Regions from separate parts of the Gossypium hirsutum genome. Here region 2 is linked to region 1. The links are chromatin contacts, called in public Hi-C maps. All regions are on one chromosome and are shown on one strand. The core of a region is the stretch at or near the end of the contact, and the rest is flanking DNA. Distances in the headings are between cores, read along the strand shown.

Region 1 (7,635 bases), core at 2,269-4,768:
TTTGGTATGATTTTGGGTGAGAAATGAAGCTAGGAATGGCTTTATTTTGTCCACACGGGCAGACACAAGGGCGTGTGTTTAGACCGTGTATGACACACAGCCTGGTACATGGGCGTATGGTTACGCCGTGTGTCTCCTGCATCTTAAATTCGAGAAAATAAAATGCTCAGAATTGAGCACACGAGCAGGGACATGGGCGTGTGTCTCAACCGTATATGCTACACGACCTGGAATACGGGCGTGTGTCTTGGTTGTGTGCAGCCTGCACCTAATTTCAAAAAGAATTAATTAACCATACAGGCGTGTGGCATGGCCGTGTGCACAAGTTAGAGAGTTACACGGGGTCGAACACTGCCTGTAACACGGGCGTGTCCCAGGGACACACGAGCGTGTCCCTAGGACCACGAGGGCGTGTGTGCCTTATAACTTGGAAAATTTTTGAAATTTTGTGAAAAATTCTTAGAGTTTCCGATTAAGTTCGAACTCGATTCTAATGCTCGTATTGGCCTCGAGGGTCCATTTAAGGTATGTTATGAATAATCTCGGATAAAGAACAGCGATTGACATGATTTGTTTGTAAATGTTCTGAAAGTTTCGGTAATGCTCCGTAACCCTGTTCTGGCAATGTTTCGTAACCCTGTTCTGGCAACAGATATAGGTTAAGGGTGTTACATAAAGTTTACACCATGTTTAATGTTTCCTATACTATCAACTATGTCAAATCTTAGCTCAAATCAATTCTTTGCTCTCTTTCTTTCTTAGCTCAAATCATTTGCCCTTATCTCCATTCCACTTAAAAAAGTTCATGTGCTGCTAATGTTTCGATCTACCTCCTTTATTAGCATTATGGATGAATTTATTGTTTTGCCTTAATTGCCTTGCTGCAATAGTTGTCTCATGTTTAGATATATATCATATATTCTTATCCTGCTCTATATGGTCCCCTATATATTTATATTCTTCATATATATAATTAGTTTCCTTTTTAATTGATTTACAGAGCTGTGGTGGGAGAAATAGGTAGTAAAAATTCGGTTTTGAAAACAATTCCATCAATAGTGCAAGTAAGCCTTAATGTGAGCCAAGAAACAACTCAACATTTCTTACAGATGTTGTGCCGATTATCATTCCCCTAATGAATTTGTACCAATCTTAACGTCGGTCATGGAGTGTGATCAACAAATTCATGTTTCTACCATTTGTGGGTGTTTAAGTTTGAACTTGTATTGTAATAAAAATGTAATCTAAGTATATTGGAGTAAAGTGGTTTAAGAATTGGTCCTTGTCAAATTTGAATATATAAAGTAATGGAATATTGAGTAAATTTCATTGGTAATCATATATCTATTAGAAAGTTTTTTTTTGGTCTCTCAATTTAAAAAGTTATAAAATGGTCACTTAATTATTTAATTATTTTACTTACAGTCACTAGCCATTAAGTAACTAATGGAAAATTGATGCGGTAGCTTTTAAAATTGGTATAATAACAACTTTAATCCTTAACATTTATAGTAATGCCAATTTAATCTTTGATTATAAAAAATTTAACTTTCAACGCTTACATATTGTAATTTTATCCTTTTACACTTTTGCTTTTCTTTGTGACATTTTCTAACATTATCCTTACATTTGATTCAATGGACAAGTGAACAACGACAAGAAATAGAATGACCCAAATTTGAAAAAATATAGTCATTTGTCTAAAATATTAAGAATGTAATTAAATTATATATTATTCTATTAAATTGTATTTAATAATTATGTTAAAATATGATTAAATTATTTATTATGATTTTTGTTAATTCATATTTTAATAATAATTATATTAATAATGTTATTAAATTATATATTATTTTATTAAATTGTATTTAATAATAATTATGTTAAAATATGATTAAATTATTTAATTTATATTTTTATTAAATTATATTTAATAATAATCTTATTAAAATTTAATAACAATAACAATAATCATCTACCTAACAAAAATTATGCTAAGGGTATTCTAGTCATTTAAGTATTTTTTCTTATACTATTACAACAGTTATTCCATCCAACCAAATCCAAGAATACTATTACAACTCTATTCAATTGTTATTCAATTCCATTGAGCTAAATAATTAAATTATTGATTACAATTTTATTCTATTACAACCTTATTCTATTCACCCTAATCAAACGTGATGTAATAGTATTACATTTCTTTGAGGGCTTTGTTTCTATACTGGACTAGGCCATGGTGGCCTCTGTTTGTATGGGATTTTGTTTCTCGATTTTGTAATCCTTTTCTCTATTAAATGAAATCGTATCATTGTTTAAGCAAAATTGAGGCAAAAGACTAAAGGCATCAAATGCATGATTTAAGACTATTTAACCAACTTTTATAATGTTATGGCCTCAATTGATTTCGCTGGAAATTGTCATATTACAAAGGTTATTTTATAATTGGGACCATTAAGACCAAATTCCCTCGTCTTGTTATTATAGGTATTTATTTACATTTGTATTACCTTATGTTATAATTATATTTAAAGTTGATATTGTATGTATTTAATAATTTAACAAGTTGCATTATATTAATTTTGATATTTTGATATATTTTTATTTATTTACTTTTTGTTAAGGATAAATGATTAAAATAGTCACTTTTATTTGCCTTGGGTTATATTTTAGTCACTTATATTTGAAATGTTACGTTTTAGCCACTTACATTATCATTTTGTTACGAAATGGTCACTCTGCCATTAATATTTGTCACCTCCCAAATGGCAATCTGACATGATAATTAAAATGGGTTTTAAATGCTAACGTGGATGAGAAAAATTAATTTTTTTTACTAAGACTAGAATATAAAATTTTGCCCTAAAACCCAATTTGCTCCAGTCTAAAAAGAAGCAACATTTGACTTTTTTTTTGTTAATTTACTTTCTACTATTTTGGTTCAATAAAGATAATTATGAAAATGAATGATTTTTTTTAGTTGAAATGGAAGCAAAAACCAAAACAGACTAAGTGTTATTTTTTTTCCGGTTCAAGGATGAATCTAATGTATTGGTCTTGATTATTTCGGGAAACCAAATTAATATTTTCTTTTAATTAATTTAGAAAATTCAATCAATTAAGTTTATTTAATTAAAAAATAATTAATTATTTGGTTGGACATCTACGATGGTATTTAAAACCCATTTTAATTACCACATTGGACTATCGTTTAGAAGGTAATAGATCTTAACGACAGAATGACCATTTCGTAACAAAATGAAAATATAAGTGACTAAAATGTAACATTTTAAATATAAATAATTAAAATACAACCTAATACAAATAAAAGTGATTATTTTGACAGTTTATCCTTTTTATACATAACTTAGTTTTCTTTGGGGTTAAAAAATATCTTAGTTTTATATTCATTAATAAAGACTAAAGTCAAGAAGGAAGTAAGAAATAAACTAAAAGAATAAACTCTTGGCCACCAAAAAAAAAAAAAAACCTAAAAGAATAAACTCTTGAATAAAAAGAAAATCCGAAAACTCCTTTATTAACAAGCTGTCGTTCAGCGTATGAGACTAAGCAAATGGAAAGACTAAAACACCCTTACGCTACACGCGCATTAAACAAAGAAATCAAGTACATCAGCGTAATTTCGTATTCATCACCATCAATATAAAATAATAAAAGCCCATAAGCGTGTATCGCTTCATTTCCCTCCCCAATTTGAAACCTTTCTCTGTGGGGTGGAAAACCCAATATAACGTTGCAAGAACATAGTCCCCAATAAACTTTCTAAATTAGAATCAAAAGCGAAGAGAAATTAGAGAGAAAAATTAAGTGAACAACGCAGGATCTCAAGAAAAGATGATGAGATTTTTTGGTATGGGAAAGGACTCCACCGTCGATGTGTCGCCGCAGTCATTCGGTCATTCGGCGTCTGCATCAGCGTCTGTGTCGGCCGCCCCGGTGACTGGTCCCGCAAGGCCGATTCGGTTGTTGTACTGTGACGAGAAAGGGAAGTTCCGGATGGATCCGGAAGCGGTCGCGGCTTTGCAGCTTGTTAAGGAACCAATTGGGGTCGTTTCGGTCTGTGGCCGGGCTCGTCAAGGCAAGAGCTTTATTTTAAATCAGGTAATTTTATTTGTATTTTCTGTTTACTTGTTTTGAAGACAAATTGGAGGAAATTTATGTTCTTTCGGTGTTTTCGTAGGCGAAATAACGAATTCTAAGGTTTGTGATTTTAGTAGTAGGGATGCCGTAAATTTAGGGGTTTAAAGGGATCAAGTGTGGAATGTAGCATTTTGGTTTAAATTTTCTGTTTTTAGAAGCCTTCATTTATTATACCCGTGATATCAACATCAAATTTAAGTTTCTGCAAGTGCATTTCAGCTTATAAAGATACAACCAACGAGGTTGAGTACTATGCTTTCTAGAAAGATCTTAGGTAGAGGTAATTATAGTTTCTGAGTTACAATTTATAAGCGAGCATGAGTGAAGAGATACTTATATTTATGCGTCCGATGTGAACATGTTCACTCTGTGCATGGGAGTTTAATGCAAATGCTACTATAAAACTTAGTTGAATGATCCAAGTCTGACCAGCTGTTTATCATTTTCGATAGACCTAGATTTGAGATGGTTTAGCTTGTATCCTTTTGTTCTCAATCTTTGGAGAGGGTGGATATTTGAGCTATGTTTGGTTTCATGGTTAAATATTATGTAATTGTAAATGATTTTCCCTAATTGAACCTTGTATGGCATCTGTTTTTTTTTTTTTTGAATCAGCCTTTGATTTTTTATTTTTTATTTGCTATAGCTACTTGGAAGGAGTAGTGGATTTCAAGTAGCACCAACTCATCGTCCGTGTACAAAAGGGCTTTGGTTGTGGAGTGCACCATTAAAGAGAACTGCTCTTGATGGAACTGAGTACAATCTTTTGCTGTTAGATTCTGAAGGAATAGATGCCTATGATCAAACAGTTTGTTTTCGCTTACCTTTTTGACAATGGATTGGTTATTAAGTAGTTTGATTGTTTTGACTTATGCTTGTATCTTGTAAACTTGACAGGGAACATACAGCACACAGATTTTTTCATTAGCTGTCCTCTTATCTAGTATGTTCATCTACAACCAGGTCTGTATTTTATTAAAGAAAGTATTGATATTTTTTTCCTTTGGACTGGCTTGTTAACGAGGGTCTTTTTACCATTTCCCCAAGTTTTGATTGTCTACTTCTGATATTTAGATGGGAGGTATAGATGAAGCTGCACTGGATCGTCTTTCTCTTGTCACTCAGATGACAAAACATATTCGAGTTAAAGCTGGAGGAAGAACAACCTCAGCTTCTGAACTAGGGCAATTCTCCCCCATCTTTGTTTGGCTTCTAAGGGTAATATTTGACTACAAACAGACCCATTTAAAATCTGTTTTATTGTTGGTTATCCTGTGTTTAGTTCTTTATTATGGATGTTATGTTCTTATGGTTGTCAAATCTACTTTCTTAAGTTCTATATTTTAAAATATTCTTCTTGCAGGATTTTTATCTGGATTTGGTGGAGGATAATAGGAAAATAACTCCCCGTGACTACCTAGAACTTGCTTTGCGGCCAGTTCAAGGTAGTGGGAAGGATATAGCTGCCAAAAATGAGGCAAGTCTTAACATAAATTTTAATTAGTGAAGTAAAAGAAATCAATTAATTCTGTGGAAGCTTGATGACAAATGAAAACGAAGTGTCTTTAAAGTGTCTTATTGATTAATATGCAAAATTTGTTGCATGGTTATGCATGCAAATTATGTGATAGACACTGATCATTTATGTTTAATTGTTGATAGATCCGAGACTCTATTCGAGCTTTATTTCCTGATAGAGAATGCTTTACCCTTGTGAGGCCTTTGAACAATGAAAATGATCTGCAAAGGCTTGATCAAATTTCGGTCAGTATCCAACTGTTCTCATATATGCTATTCCCTCTCTGATTTTTTATCATCCTTTTGCCTCCTCTTTCTCCTTCCCTCACCCATTGCGGACTGTCTTTTTCGTTTAGCATGTATAATTTCTTTATTAAGACCTTAGGTTTTGTGTGTAGCTTGACAAACTGAGACCTGAATTTCGAGCTGGGCTTGATGCATTGACAAAGTTTGTTTTTGAGAGAACGAGGCCGAAGCAGGTTGGGGGTACTGTACTGACAGGGCCTGTTCTTATTGGTATCACACAATCATATCTGGATGCTTTGAATAATGGTGCTGTGCCCACAATATCTTCCTCATGGCAGGTTAGTTACCTTTATCTGGAAATGCTATGGGATATGTCATTAAGTGGAACCAAATAGGGTTAATAGTGTTATTTTCAGAGTGTTGAAGAAGCTGAGTGTCGGAGGGCATATGATTCTGCTGCGGAGATTTATATGTCAACTTTTGACCGTACAAAACCACCTGATGAGGTAAGTGATGTCTTTATCATAATTGTTGTGTGGCTGTTTTGATAAATTTTTACAATTCTAATCTTGATGGTCCTAGGTGGCATTGAGGGAAGCCCATGAAGAAGCAATTCAAAGAGCGCTGGCTGCATACAATGCCAGTGCTGTAGGGGTTGGTTCGATGAGAAAGAAATACGAGGAGCTTCTAAAGAAATTCTTCAGAAAGGCATTTGAGGTATGCAGTAACTCAAAGGTTACATTTGTAGGCTAAGTCTTTATTTCTATGTTACAAAATGAATGTTTTGCCTCTAATTATGGGTTGGTCATTTATGCAGGATTATAAAAGGAATGCATTTATGGAAGCGGATATGCGTTGTTCAAATGCCATAGAAAGCATGGGAAAGAGGTTGAGAGCAGCTTGCCATGCCTCTGATGCAAGTATAGATAATGTTGTGAAGGTAAGTGGTCATTATCCGCTTGTCCTTATTCTTCTTGCAAAGGACTTTGACCTAATTGTGCAACTTTGTTTCTTCTCATTATCTTCCGTTTGAGATGATATTCCAGATTTAGATTTTAGATCACAAATATTGTAAGGATGAAGGCTAGTTAACAGCCTACCTAAGTGGAGTTGTCTTCTTTTGGCTTTCCTTTTCAGTTATAATTTATTACCTTTTTTTTTTATCCTATGGAAAGTTCGATTTTTCCTATGATATTATGTGATAATGGGTTTTTCCAAATGATGCCATTCACCGGGTTTGACTAAATGTTATATGCAGGTTCTTGATGCTCTTCTATCTGAGTATGAAGCATCATACCATGGCCCTGGAAAATGGCAGAAACTGGCTGTATTTTTACAGCAAAGGTTTGTATCAATTTTTTTTTTCATTAAGATGGTCGTTCCAGGTGTTCTGGGGCTTAGGTGTCTACTTTTGGATATTAACTTTTATCTTTTTATGCTGTCTATCAGTATGGAGGGGCCGGTACTGGATTTAACCAAGAGACTTATAGATCAGATTGGATCAGAGAAGAGCTCCCTCATATTGAAATGTCGTTCAATTGAGGATAAGATGAAGTTACTCAGCAAGCAACTGGAGGATAGTGAGAAATATAAATCCGAATATCTGAAGCGATATGATGATGCTATCAATGACAAAAAGAAACTTGCTGATGAATATGCGAACCGTATGAATAATTTACAAGCTGATAACAGTTCACTGAAGGAAAGATG
Region 2 (6,929 bases), core at 2,422-4,921, 480 kb before region 1:
CATAAAAGCAAAATCTAAACCAAGGAGTTTACCTGATAACCAGCAATATCCTGGACAGATGATTTTATATCAGCATCCATTTTCTCCACATCAACAAAACTAGTTGAATTGTCCTCACTATTAGAATTAGCTTGATGAGGTGCTTTTAGACAGCTTGGTATTTCACCAATCCAGGCACCAATATTGGTTTCTGTTGCTATTTCACCAGGCCAGCCAAAAGCATCCTTAATCTTTTGGATTACCAGTACACAAAATGTCTCCAACTACCAATACTCAATCAAGATCAGTTGATAAATAAAAGCAACTTTTTAAATTAATAAAAAATAATAATAAACCAGAAAAGATAAAAGAGAACAGAACTTCAAAAAGGAACTACGATTAAAGGTTTCAAACATTAGCCTCTAAATTGCTAGGGATGTTCACTTGAATGCATTGTGACCATATTATATACAATCAAGCCACCAGCAAGTTTTAAATTTACTCTTAATCCAAACTTAGTCCATTCTCTTAACTTATTAAACAGGGATGTACCACACAAGCTCAAACATCGCATATTAACGTACAGGCACAGTCCTAGAATGGTTCAGCTGTTCAGGTGCTCCTTGAACAGTATATGGGTCTCTGAAGAAGCTAGCAAGTTCCCTCTTTGCTAGAAGAATCAACAGTAAGAAATGGAAGTATAACATTTTTGAGAGAGTTGGAAATAATTTTCAAGAACATTGTGTTTGCCAAAGAGCTCTAGGTCATGGATAGGATGTGGATTAAATCTTGAGAAATAAAAATTTTCAGGAAATAAGCATTGCTCCTGGCCATCTGAGCTTGGTTAGGCATTGTTGTCGCAAAAGTGCAAACTAATCAGCAAGCAGAACAAGAAACGGGATGTGCCCTGATGGTTGTCTTAAAACTTTCTCTTTATGGCAGTTACTCTTCCTCCAAGTTTCTCCTCTGATGGTTAAGTTTGTTTAGCTACAAATACTTTTTCTTCTTGTTGCTAATATTTCTTCAACAAGATTCCTCTTCAGTCTATAAATGGTGCTCTAGAGTTATATATCAAATTCCTAAATCACATGAATCTTTGGCAGCAAAGAAAATACATGCAACACCACAAGGACAAATAGCATAGAAAATTCCTAGGGAAAACCAGTTTGCCTATTCTAATACTAGCATTAACAGAGCATGGATACAATAATAAATACACAGATATTACTGAAACTGAATTAGTACAAAGCCACAAAGAAACCAGTGTATTCCCACCTTTTCAGCATCTACAGATTGAATTGTTGTAGACTCAATAATTGATGATGGAGACCGAGATTTTCCAAGGTACTTCCCTCCTCTGCCTAGATAAGGAAAACTAAATAGACTGATACTACTGATGGTAATGAGAAGAATTCCACTTGCAATGATGGAAGATATTACTTTCAAGAAAGAAGAGTTCCTCTGTAAGAAATTGAAACAATTAGACAAAGACTAAGAACTTGATTCAATTCAAATACCAATACTTTTATCAGCTAGATCCTTCAAGTTCATAAAAGGCTAAACACCTTGAAAAGAAAAAGACCACAAAATAAGAGAAGAAAACAAAAAAATTTCAAATTAGTCAAATATAGCAAAGAGTTCATGAAATTCTAACAATTACTATTGAATATTCTCCAAGAGATAGTTTCAAACATCCTTGATATGTCTATCCAGTACTGGGTTTAACACTTCTCCAAGCATTATCAATAATCTTACACATACTTCCACAATAAAAAGCATTAAAACTTGTTTAATATTTGCTTAACTGATTTATTAAATTACAAATTATTTACAGTCACCTCCTATCTTAAAATTTCTAAACATCTAACATGCGGAGATCAGCCAATGCGCAAACAAAAGTATGATAAAACCAAACAACAATAAAGCTTCAAATTTTAACAATCAATATGCATTTTGATACCTTTGCTTTGGTCAAGCTGTTGTAATTGGCAACCATGCCACTGTGTAGTTGTTTCTTGGGCAGTGTGTAAACATCTTCATAGTACATATCTAATATATCAGCCAATCCAACCTACAAATTTTTATAAGCTAGCATCAAAAGAGAAGGATAGTATCTGCGAAATAATGCACAGTAATAAGCTAAATACAATAAATAAAGAAAAAGATGAAACACCAAAGGGAAAGAATAAAGTACCATTTGGGAGTGTGTCAAAAGAACTTGCCACCTACTCCCGTTAGATTCTCTCCATCCTTCAAACTTTACATCCTTAAGTGTATTTGCATCTATTTCCAGCCGATAGGCAGGTATATACTCACTTGTCCAAGCACTAAACTCATGACCACCATTCTTTTCCAGCTTAGACTGCAAAGGATGAGTCCACCAATAGTTTTTCTGCCTCAGATCCATAGCATTGAAACTCTCTTTACTGGAATTAAAACTTTCAAGAAGATTCCTGGCATTTTCAACAATATCATCTTCAAACACTTTATGTAAAACAACAGATGAATCTTTTGATACAATCCCTTTTGATTTCCGAAACCAGCGAAAGAAGCTTGAGGGAGTTTTTCCCAATAAATTTTCCAGGAAATGTTTTTCAGTGCTTTGTAAAGCTGAGATGCAAACTACTTCACCGAGCACAGAGATAACCCTTTCTTCTGATGACCGGAGAGTGAAAGAGGCTGGAACCTGCTGTTAGTAAATGCATAACAAGAGAACCGAACCTATCAGTATCAAGTGGAACCTGCAGAAAAAACATTAATTATGGCATTACACGGAAAAATCCGACATACAGATAACAAACTTGAACAGAATCCACAAAAATGAAATACCAGCGGTTATCTAACCTCTCTTGGATTTTCAAGATCTTCCATATCTCTTTCAGTTCCAGGTCGAAACAAAACCAGTTCGAAACTCCAAATCTTTTGCATAACCACTTGCCTAAAAGTCATAGCCAGTATGTTTTTTGCTGATGTTCCGGCAAAAATATCTTCAGAAAATGACTTTTTCAGCTTTTGAGCTTTTTCTTTAACTTTCCTAGCCGGCAAAAACTGTTCCCAAAAAAATTAGATAAATATTTAACGGCTAATTTCCTATTTTGATAAAGGACGGGAATGAACGAACCAATCGTGTAGAAACGGTGGCGCTTTTAGCGGTTGGACCTGGGAAAACGGTTTCAATAACCATAGCGGGGATACCGGAGTCGACGTGCTCGGTGGCGGCTCGGCCTCCATCAGCAGCAGCAGCCGTCAAAGCCTGATCGAAGCTAACGGCCCCAACGAGTGTGAGGCGAGCGAGGTCGTTTTCGTAGGTTCGAACACAAGGGAGCGTGGTTCCATCGGAGTCCGCTATGAATTTTAGGGCTTCCTGTTCGGTGGATGGAGCCGGCTTAGGAGAAGAACGGGAGAGGATAAGGAAGGGAATCTTGGGGTTGCGGAAGGGTAGCTTGGGGAAAGAAGTGAACTTTTGGGGGGAATGAGAGGGGAATTGGATGGAAAATGGACGGGAAAGTGAATGAGTGAAAGCCATTGATGATGAAAGCAGAGGGTTTTAGGGATTTTAGAAGGGTTTTTACTTTTTTTTCCTTTAATTTTTAGTTTTGAACGTTGAGGGCAGGCGCATGTTAGCTAGATGGACACGTGGGTAGACATTGAGCTAAATAGGTTGTAGGGTCTGGACAACTGTTTTCAAGAAAACGGTGTCGTTTAAACAGCCGTGCATTTAACTCTATAAATTAGAAAATCTCAATCCCTCTCTTCTTTCTTCTACTACCTCTGCTTGGAAACGCATCGAAAAGTTAGGGTTTTCGCTCCTTACGATTATCGAGATCGTCCTTTTGTAAGTTCAATTATTCTACTTGATTCTTTATCGATGAGATTCGAGTTATATTGGTTATCATTTTTTTTCTAAATAAAAATTTATTCTTTTTCTTCTCGCTTAGATTAATCTGGTGGATGTTTTGTCGGCCGGATTGATTAGCCTTTGAAATTTGCCTAATTCTTTTTTTTTCTAATATTGCATAACCTTAAGAAGAAAAGAAAATCGAAGAACGAATTTAAATGCTTTTTGAGAAATTTGAGGGGAAAAAATATTGTGTTTTACCGCTTAAACTAAATATTTTTTCCCGAAGGAAGAATGTCTAAAATAATTAGTTAGGGTTTGAATTGAAGAATCTGGTATTCTTTGAGAACTTTTTAAAAAAAAACTTTGTAATTTCAGAAATTTTATGCTTATTTTACTTGTAATTTGAAATGTTGAAGGAATTGAAGTATGGGAAAGAGGAAATCAAGAGCAAAGCCTGCTCCTAAGAAGCGGATGGATAAGCTTGACACTGTGTTCAGCTGCCCCTTTTGTAACCATGGAACCAGTGTTGAGTGCCGCCTGTAAGTACAAACTTCTTATGCTTGTTTTATGAGAAATTGTGCCCATATTGTGACCTAATAACTGAGATAATTTTGAGACAATGCTTCTTTTTCAACTTTCAATGGGTAAACATTGTTATCCATTTTTGTTTTTGATGAAAGATAAAAGGAAAAAGTTGTATTATGTCAATGGCGTTTGTATCATAAGAATTTACGAGAAAATATATGTTCCAGTGATATGAAGAACTTGATTGGCGAAGCCTCTTGCAGAATATGCCAGGAAAGCTTTAGCACTGTTATAACAGGTACTTATGATACCAATACCTTGTGGCTGGTAAAGAACTTCAAATATTTTGCAAGTTGTGATGAAAGCTAAGTTGGCTGCCTTTTTATTGACTCATCCATGTTTCTTTGTTTATGTATTTGCAGCTTTGACTGAACCAATAGACATGTAAGTGCATATCAATGTGATTTTTAGTGTTTGCTCCGTCACCTATCAGTGTGGAGTTTAGTCTTTACCTCACTCTCTTGCTTATATTCTTGTGACTTCTCAGATACAGTGAATGGATTGATGAATGTGAACGTGTTAACAACCTTGAAGAAGAGGACGATGGGGATCAGGATGAAGGTTATGTGCCTAGAAAACGGGTTTCGACATCTGAATGGGACTAGCAGTAGCGATGGATGTTTTAGTACTTACCAAGGCTGTAATTATGTTAGTTTTCTGTGGGGAGTAGTTGTGTGCAAGTATGCATATCTTACAGCATCTTATGGTATGAATAGCCTAAATGATCCATTGTATGCTAAGCAAGAGCTTCGTCAAATGGCTATCAGATACTCGTTTTGTGTTGTTATGTTGATTTAATGCAATTACGTGATCCTATTATGAATGATGCTGCACATGGTTTTACGCAAAGCTATCCGGTTTTATCGTCGAAGAGCTAAAAGATTAACAGCTTGTTTGGTTGGCTGTAATAGCCGACCGGTTCCATGTCCATCCTAAGTGCTACAGGACGTTAGTTTGGTTGGCTGAATGCTATTCAGCAGTATAGCTCATTACAGGACTACTATTCCTCAAAGTTCCTGAATAGTCATCTTTTTACTTCATCATCTGAATAGCTATTCTAAGCAACTCAAAATAGATATTATTCTTTTATTTCCATTTTAACCCAAAATCAAAAGGGAAAAGAAAAAAATTGGTAAGAACAAAAATCATTCAACACATCATCAAGAGAGAAATTTGCAGTAAATTGAAGAGAAACTTTGATTGAGTTAATTCATGGGTCATTGTAGGTGGGTATTCGATTGGTGGTGAATAAAATAGAAAAATAGTAATGAAAGCTACAAATAAGTTGGGTAGATCTGAATTTTTGTGATGAATTCTGGGAAAGCAAAACTAAGAGAGAAAAGAAAAAGAGAATCATATAATTATTTTGGATTGGTCACAACTAAAGTGGCGGTGGAGATAGCGATGATCGTTGTCAGAATCTGGAATTTAATAAAAAGCTTTCTCCAAATAATGAACATTTGAGAAAGAGAATAAATTAAAGAAGGAAAAAGTAAAAAAAACTTATATATTAATTAAAATTTATTATATTTATTTAATATTTTACCATTTTATTGAAGTACTATGAATATACATTTTACATATTGAATAATATAAATATATATTACATATTGAATAATAATTATATTAAAATATGATTAAATTATTTTATTTTTTATTAAATTATATTTAATAATAATTTTATTAAAAAATTAATAACAATAATCATATACTTAAAATAATTTTTATTAAGAGTATTTTGATAATTTTAGCTTTTTTCTTTATGCAATTATAAATCTATTTTCTTCAATCAAACACAAGAATACAATTATAATTTTATTTTATCTCATTCAACTAAACAATTGAATTAGTTATTACAGTTTTATTCTATCATAATTTTATTTTATTACAGCTCTATTCTATTCAAATAAACTAAAAGTAATGTAAAAAGATTTTCACAGTAACAAGTAACATTGACATTAATATTATTTTTATAAATACCGTATCGTTCTTGCCAAATTTAAAATAATTTATAAGTTTCCAAACATAGATGAAGTGATAATGACTTTAGATAGTGCGGATTTAGATATTTATTAAAGTAAATTGAATTTTTTAGATTTGTATATTTTAATTATTATCTGTAGTTCATTTAGATATTAATTAGGGTACTTTGTATCTTAATTCATTTTATTTTTCTCGAATGAACTTAGATGATGAATATTCAGTATGAATTCAGATTATGGATAGTTAATTTCATTTTATATGTTAAATAATTTAACTAATTTTGATTTGTACAACTATTTTTAAATTTAATTTAAATAGTAAAGGAATTTAGATTTAAAACAAATATTTGGATTTAAATTTAAAAATTTATTTAATTGGATGAAATGTGGATGTGGTTTTCCAATTGATTTAAAGTTTATTTAAATTATTATTTATTTGTATCTAGGTATTAATTTATTCATAATAAAGAAAATGTCTATTTCACGATTTGGCTCTTAAATTATATTTTTTTCTTATTTTGGTACTCAAAAAAAACTTTTTT

Evidence for each region. Hi-C and Micro-C count contacts between places; a contact is called where the count stands out from the background.
Region 2: a contact with region 1 is called in a Hi-C map of leaf, with 2.2 times the contacts expected there. The contact joins the promoter of LOC107962965 here to the promoter of LOC107962253 in region 1. A contact is called at or near these places in 3 of 34 Hi-C or Micro-C datasets (leaf and petal).

Annotation. Positions count from the first base shown.
Region 1 is chrA06:105,778,081-105,785,715 of Gossypium_hirsutum_v2.1, reverse strand. It overlaps LOC107962253 (guanylate-binding protein 1), which reads left to right and starts at 3,518. Exons shown (of 14, transcript XM_016898571.2): 1 at 3,518-4,122; 2 at 4,808-4,969; 3 at 5,059-5,124; 4 at 5,236-5,379; 5 at 5,525-5,638; 6 at 5,824-5,925; 7 at 6,078-6,263; 8 at 6,342-6,431; 9 at 6,508-6,642; 10 at 6,743-6,865; 11 at 7,184-7,269; 12 at 7,375-7,635. The coding sequence starts at 3,856.
Region 2 is chrA06:106,254,891-106,261,819 of Gossypium_hirsutum_v2.1, reverse strand. It overlaps LOC107962965 (transcription elongation factor 1 homolog), which reads left to right and starts at 3,671. Exons shown (of 5, transcript XM_016899550.2): 1 at 3,671-3,814; 2 at 4,237-4,359; 3 at 4,573-4,643; 4 at 4,768-4,789; 5 at 4,893-5,228. The coding sequence starts at 4,247. The coding sequence ends at 5,010. LOC107963350 reads right to left here and starts at 3,605. Exons shown (of 8, transcript XM_041115878.1): 1 at 3,101-3,605; 2 at 2,824-3,027; 3 at 2,174-2,668; 4 at 1,940-2,050; 5 at 1,255-1,440; 6 at 33-263. The coding sequence starts at 3,505.